Linked DNA regions of Mus musculus: region 1 is linked to region 2. Evidence: chromatin contacts called from public Hi-C data. All regions are on one chromosome and are shown on one strand. Each heading gives the region's core, a stretch centred on a gene start, on an enhancer-like site or on the middle of the called end of the contact. The rest is flanking DNA. Distances are from core to core; before and after follow the strand shown. Region 1 holds the start of 1810024B03Rik (RIKEN cDNA 1810024B03 gene). Region 2 holds the start of Ganc (glucosidase, alpha; neutral C).

Region 1 (2,700 bases), core at 102-2,601, 6.8 Mb after region 2:
AGACCCCCTAAACGATAAAACTTCTTCCTACTAATAAAGAAGAAAAAAAGTAAATGAGTCCAACCTAGGGTTACTATGCTGCTCTTACTGTTAAATATGATAAGGTACAGCTTGTCACAACCATCCATAGCTGCAGCCACGGTGTTTATGAGTTGGAGGCAGGGGGATCAAGAGTGCAAGAGAAGTCTCTGGATAGCAAGTTTGAAGCCTGCCTGGACTCCAGGAGATCTTTTCTCAAAAACCAGATAAGGGCTAGAGAGATGGCTTAATGGTTATGAACACTGGCTGCTCTTTGAGAAGACCTGGGTTCCAACCCCTCCACACACATGGCAACTCACAACCTATCTGCAGCTCCAGTCTCAGGGGATCTGACACCCTCTTTTGGACTTCGTGGAAGTCTGCATGTAATGATACACAAACATACATGTAGCCCAAACACCTATCTACATAGAATAAAATGTAAATGATAAACCAAACAATAAAAAAAAATTGCCAGCAAAATGGCTGGGTGGATTAGGACACAGACTTAAGGTTCACTCGTGCTTATTAAATATCAAGGGAAAGCAGAACTCACTGTTTTGCTTTCAGTGTTGTGTAGAGAATTATGAAAAGACTAAATACCACCTTTACATAAAAGGTACCACTACTGCTGAATAAAACTGAATAGTAATTCCATACATATTATTTATTTTTCATATATTTCTTTAGTAAAACATTCGTGTCACATTGAGGAGGACAAAGTTATACATATGCTGTAATCCGCACACCTAAAGTCCTGACAGGCTGTGACAAAAGATTGGGCACAAATAGTTCTTCCTCTACCGTCAGTCAGCTGACACAGGGGAGAGTCTTGCGGAAAGGGGTTTGGGGTAGAAATCCAGTCGGTTACTAGAACTAGGTACATGCTAACTTGCTTTTTTTTTTTTTTTTTTTTTTTTTGTCTTTTTGTTGTTGTTTTGGTTTTTTGTTTGTTTTGTTTTGTTTTTCGAGACAAGGTTTCTCTGTGTAGCTCTGGCTGTCCTGGAACTCACTTTGTAGACCAGGCTGGCCTCGAACTCAGAAATCCACTACCTCTGCCTCCCGAGTGCTGGGATTAAAGGAATGCGCCACCATGCCTGTCTTGCTAACTTGCTTGAACCTTCAGCTTCCTTATCCCTTAGTTTCCGTTTGCCTGCATGTCTGCCTGCCTCACAGGATGGCTGGTATGAGAAACCAAAAGAATTACAGAAAGGGACTTTCAACATACGCTTAGGGGTTGGGCCTTGGCTCTGTCGCAGGTAGAGATGCCTGGAACCACAATTTGCACGCGCGTGTGTCTCGTCGGTCAATGGAATCCTTGACCCGGATGTACTACTGTACATCTCCGCAAACCCCGCCCAGAAGCAGTGGTTAGTAACCGGAAAGTCTCACGTTTAGCGGGCGTCCCGGAAGCGGAAGCAAGTCCGTTTCTTTTCTCCGTCCCTTACGTTCGTCCTGCGTTGTACCTGTTGTGCCAGGGCGGTTCGCTGAAGCGGTTCGGAGCGTGAAGAAGAGTGGAACCCTGAGTTCCCGGAGCATCAGCAGCCATGGCGGATGTGACTGCCCGCAGTTTGCAGTACGAGTACAAGGCGGTGCGTGTGGTCTCGAAGGACCGGTGCAGACAGGGGAGGTCGTGGACAGCCACGGACACTTGAGCGGGAGATCAGAGCTGGGTGAAGGATGGATTAAAACACGAAGGAAAAACCCCGTGGAATTTGGGGCGCTTGAGAATTTAGGAGTTGGGTTTTCCCCAGCCCCCTCAGCGCTAAACTCGCACCTTCTTCTCTTTACCCGCAATGTGCCCAACATTTTACCCAAATGTGGGCTGTTGTGGATGCTCTTAGGAGCGCTGGTCGTTCACCTTCTCAGACAGCAATAGTGCTCGCGCATCGTGTAATGCTATGTTATTTCTTCTTAAGAGCATGATTTTTTTTTTATTCCACTGTTTTCCCATCATCTGCTGTCACTGTAATAACAGGATTCAAAACTATACATATCAAAGTTTTGATAAAGTATGATCTTTTCAGAACTCAAATCTTGTGCTCCAAGCTGACCGCTCTCTCATTGACCGGACCCGCCGGGATGAACCGACGGGAGAGGTTCTGTCCCTGGTTGGGAAGTTGGAGGGAACCCGAATGGGAGATAAGGCTCAACGGACCAAACCACAGATGCAGGAAGAAAGACGGGCCAAGTAAGTACTAAGGGGATGCTGGATGCTATTTTTCCATCTAATGTAAAGCCCATCTTTAGCATTAGAGCAGTAGTTTTACTCAAGTTTATATGGAAGATGAGTGGTGTGTGCACAACAACCAAGGTTTAGAGCTTCTTTGGATTTAGGTGTAATGAAGTGGAACAAAATCTATTGATACCTTTTACTGACTCGTTTCTGATTCATAGATGTTAATTTTCTTCCGGTTATCTTTTTAAAAGATCTGTTTTATTTTTAATTACGTGCATGTGTATGTTCGTGTGGGTTTGTGCACACGTATGCAGATGCCTGTGTGGAGGCCAGAGAGGGTTTGAGAGTCCCTGGAGCTAGAGTTACAGGAGGTTTTGAGTTACCCAGTGTGGGGCTAAGAACTGAACTTGGGTCCTCTTGGAAAGCAGTACTGGGGTGAACAACTCGACTCTTCTCTCCAGCCCCATCCCCGACTGTTTTCAGGACTTGAGTTAATCTCCTCT
Region 2 (2,864 bases), core at 157-2,656:
AACCTCAAGCTCCAAGTTCAAGGAGAGAGTCCTTGTCTCAAAAAACAGGGCTGACAGCAACTGAGGAAGACACAAGTAACTGACCTCTGACCTTCACACACATGCATACATGTTCCTACATGCACACAAATGCGCGCGCGCACACAGAAGCAAACTAGGGTAGAGAATAATTTTCTAAGTTTAAAAGATCCGAATAACTCAATGAAGTTTAGAAACTCACATTTCAGTAAGATGGTAGTATTTCTGAAAAGAATCTTTCCAAAATTAAAATAACCTTTCCCCTGAAAAGATAAAGGGAAGATAATTAACATCAGGGCATTTCGATTTTCAAGGCAGAATATGAATACCTACATTTATAAAATATTCAAAATTTTCTTAATCAAAAAGACAGTAACAACATTTTCTTTAGTGAAAGTCAGTCATATCCTAACTATTGGCTCTTGCCGCTCCCTACAGGCCACAGAGCAGGGACTCTTGAGTGGGAGGCTGCTACAAATTTCAACCTAACTTCAAAGTGGCTTGAGCTGGACAGTTCCTTTTTTACTCACGAATCATCCCTCAGAACAACCGACTTTTGAATAAACTTTCAGCAGTTTTACTTTTACATGTAAAAGGACTTAACTATTAATCATTTCAGTAACAAACAGAAAACTACAACTCAAAGCCCAAAACCCTTTACCAACATGAATACAACCTGTAATATTTGCCATATAAATGTACAGTGAACAGGACAAAAAAAAAAAAAAGGCAAAAAGGTCAACGAAATGGCTAATGGTTTTTAAAGCAGTTCTCACCAAAATCTGGTTTTTCTGGTTCAAAGTACTGTACTAAGTCAAACGAGATTCTAAAATGGGTCGACTTATCAGTTAACTATCCAAACAAAAGACTATCCTTACTACACAACATTTTAGAATTGTTTCGTTTTGGCTATTCCCATGTTAAAATGCATTTTTGAATCTCCAAGTCCCCTAATCACAAAAGACGTTTCCAAGTTTAAACCAAATCAAAACCCTTCATCCGTAGGACTATTTTTACAAACACACACACACGAGTTAAAAATAAAGACTTCTATTCACATCTCCCTTTCATCCAGCCCTAGTACTGGATTTTGTAACATTCTAGCTGAAAGAGAAACTACTATCTCTCCCTGTGTATTAAGTTTCTCTCCTGTTCCATGCTTAAAGTTCTGTTACTTTCCCGGTAAGAACACGCTTGGCCCCTGACACTCCTCGCCTACAGCAAATAGCTCAGCTCTCAGCTCAGGGCAGGTGGGATCCCGTCGGCAGCTACACGGACGCTCTGGGTATTCCACTCACTTTGGGAACCCGACTTTCCAGAAATCTTCCTGGACCCCTTGGGCCACCGTAGCCCCACCTCTTACCCCCTTCAGGCTCAGTAGCGACCCCAACACTCACCGACGGCATCGGAATGTGCCACTTCGATCTATCTGCAGCAAACACGGGTGCCGGACCTGCACCAAGAAACGATAATGGGAACGGCTGCGCCCCTAAAAGAAGAAAAATAACAGGAGACACCTGAAGCCACGCAGCCACCGCCATCTTCACAGCCATGAAGCGCCTACCCAAAGTATTGAGCCTTCTTCCGGCTAGGTAGTTCCGCCTTCTTCCGGCTCGTCCCACCCTCTTCCGGCGCTACTTTGTGGGCGGGATTATCCGGGTCCTTGAAACTGTGCTTCTTCCCACAGACGCTCAGAGCGCCCCAGAAACTTTGAGTCTACTGCGCAGGCGTCCTCCTGTTTCCCTGCGATCGTGGCCTGGAGGTGAACTAGCAGAGTTTTGAGGTCTAGTGCTTCCCTCTGTTCTTCCAGCCCTTAAAGGAACTCAGTGCAGCGGCCAAGGCTTTGCTTTTCCTGCTTCTTCCCGCCCCTCATCCTTTCCAAGTCAAGGTCAGGCGCAGGCCAGACGTCTGTAGAAGCGCGCACACTGGATGCATGATTGACATCAAGTACTGAGTTCTCTGGCTGTCGAGCTGTGGCAACAGAGCCTGGAATGTGACGGGGCTGAAGTAGAAACGATTCATTAGCTCCAAAGTCCCTTTTGACCCTGAAAGACTGTGGGGCAGCTGCAGCATAGTTTGACAGGCGACATCAGCGTCCAGCAGTGATCCAGACTGTACTCCCCATTCGAAACTAAAAGTGAGGAGAGATCAGGTCAGCTTTCGGTATTGTAGAGTGACAGCCACTAAGACTGACCCTTATTGGTGGTGCTTCCTGTTTCTCACACTCTTAGATTTTAACCTCTAGGGCAGCGAGCACATCTCCGCCAATAAAAGCAAAGTTCATCAGCCACTCTCAACCTAGAAATATTTACCAAGTACTTTATCCCTGTAAAGACGCTGGTTTACGCTTGAGATAATACCAGATGAAAAAAAATTAAGATTGGCTTCTGCCCGAAGGGGACTCTTGACTGTGATGAAGTACGGGTTATAATTTAGCAAGCCTGCTTGTCACCGTTTTTTTAAAGATCGCCTGAGACTGTGGCCTGAGAGTTAGGAGTCAGGCAGAGTTAACATCCTTGTGCCATGGAAGCAGCTGAGAAAGAGGAAATCAGGTAAAGGGCAATTGCTCCCCCCAAGAACGGACTCCAAAAACAACCTTCTAGCTTTGATGGCTTCACTTAGGTTTTAAAGCACTTCCTTGAATGCTTGCTATTTGCTTCATCGTTCTTTATTGGTTCTGCGGGGATTTGGGTAATGTTAATAGCTAACCTCTCATAAAGTACTTTCAGGAGGATTAGATAAGTTTAACAGTGGAAAGGTTGCCTTCCAAACTCTTAAATGGATTTTTGAGCGGGCTGCCCCTCCCCAAGGCTCATTCAACTGGAAACGGAAGACAGCAAGGTCTC

Evidence for each region. Hi-C and Micro-C count contacts between places; a contact is called where the count stands out from the background.
Region 1: a Hi-C map of CD8 T cells shows a contact between it and region 2, with 6 times the contacts expected there. The contact joins the promoter of 1810024B03Rik here to the promoter of Ganc in region 2. A contact is called at or near these places in 1 of 39 promoter capture datasets (cranial neural crest) and 1 of 484 Hi-C or Micro-C datasets (CD8 T cells).

Annotation. Positions count from the first base shown.
Region 1 is chr2:127,206,929-127,209,628 of GRCm38.p6, forward strand. It overlaps 1810024B03Rik (RIKEN cDNA 1810024B03 gene), which reads right to left and starts at 1,352. Exons shown (of 2, transcript NM_198630.2): 1 at 1,247-1,352. Snrnp200 (small nuclear ribonucleoprotein 200 (U5)) reads left to right here and starts at 1,458. Exons shown (of 45, transcript NM_177214.5): 1 at 1,458-1,610; 2 at 2,046-2,209. The coding sequence starts at 1,566.
Region 2 is chr2:120,402,490-120,405,353 of GRCm38.p6, forward strand. Ganc (glucosidase, alpha; neutral C) reads left to right here and starts at 1,407. Exons shown (of 24, transcript NM_172672.2): 1 at 1,407-2,570. The coding sequence starts at 2,542. It overlaps Tmem87a (transmembrane protein 87A), which reads right to left and starts at 1,627. Exons shown (of 20, transcript NM_001110496.1): 1 at 1,416-1,627; 2 at 221-281. The coding sequence starts at 1,571.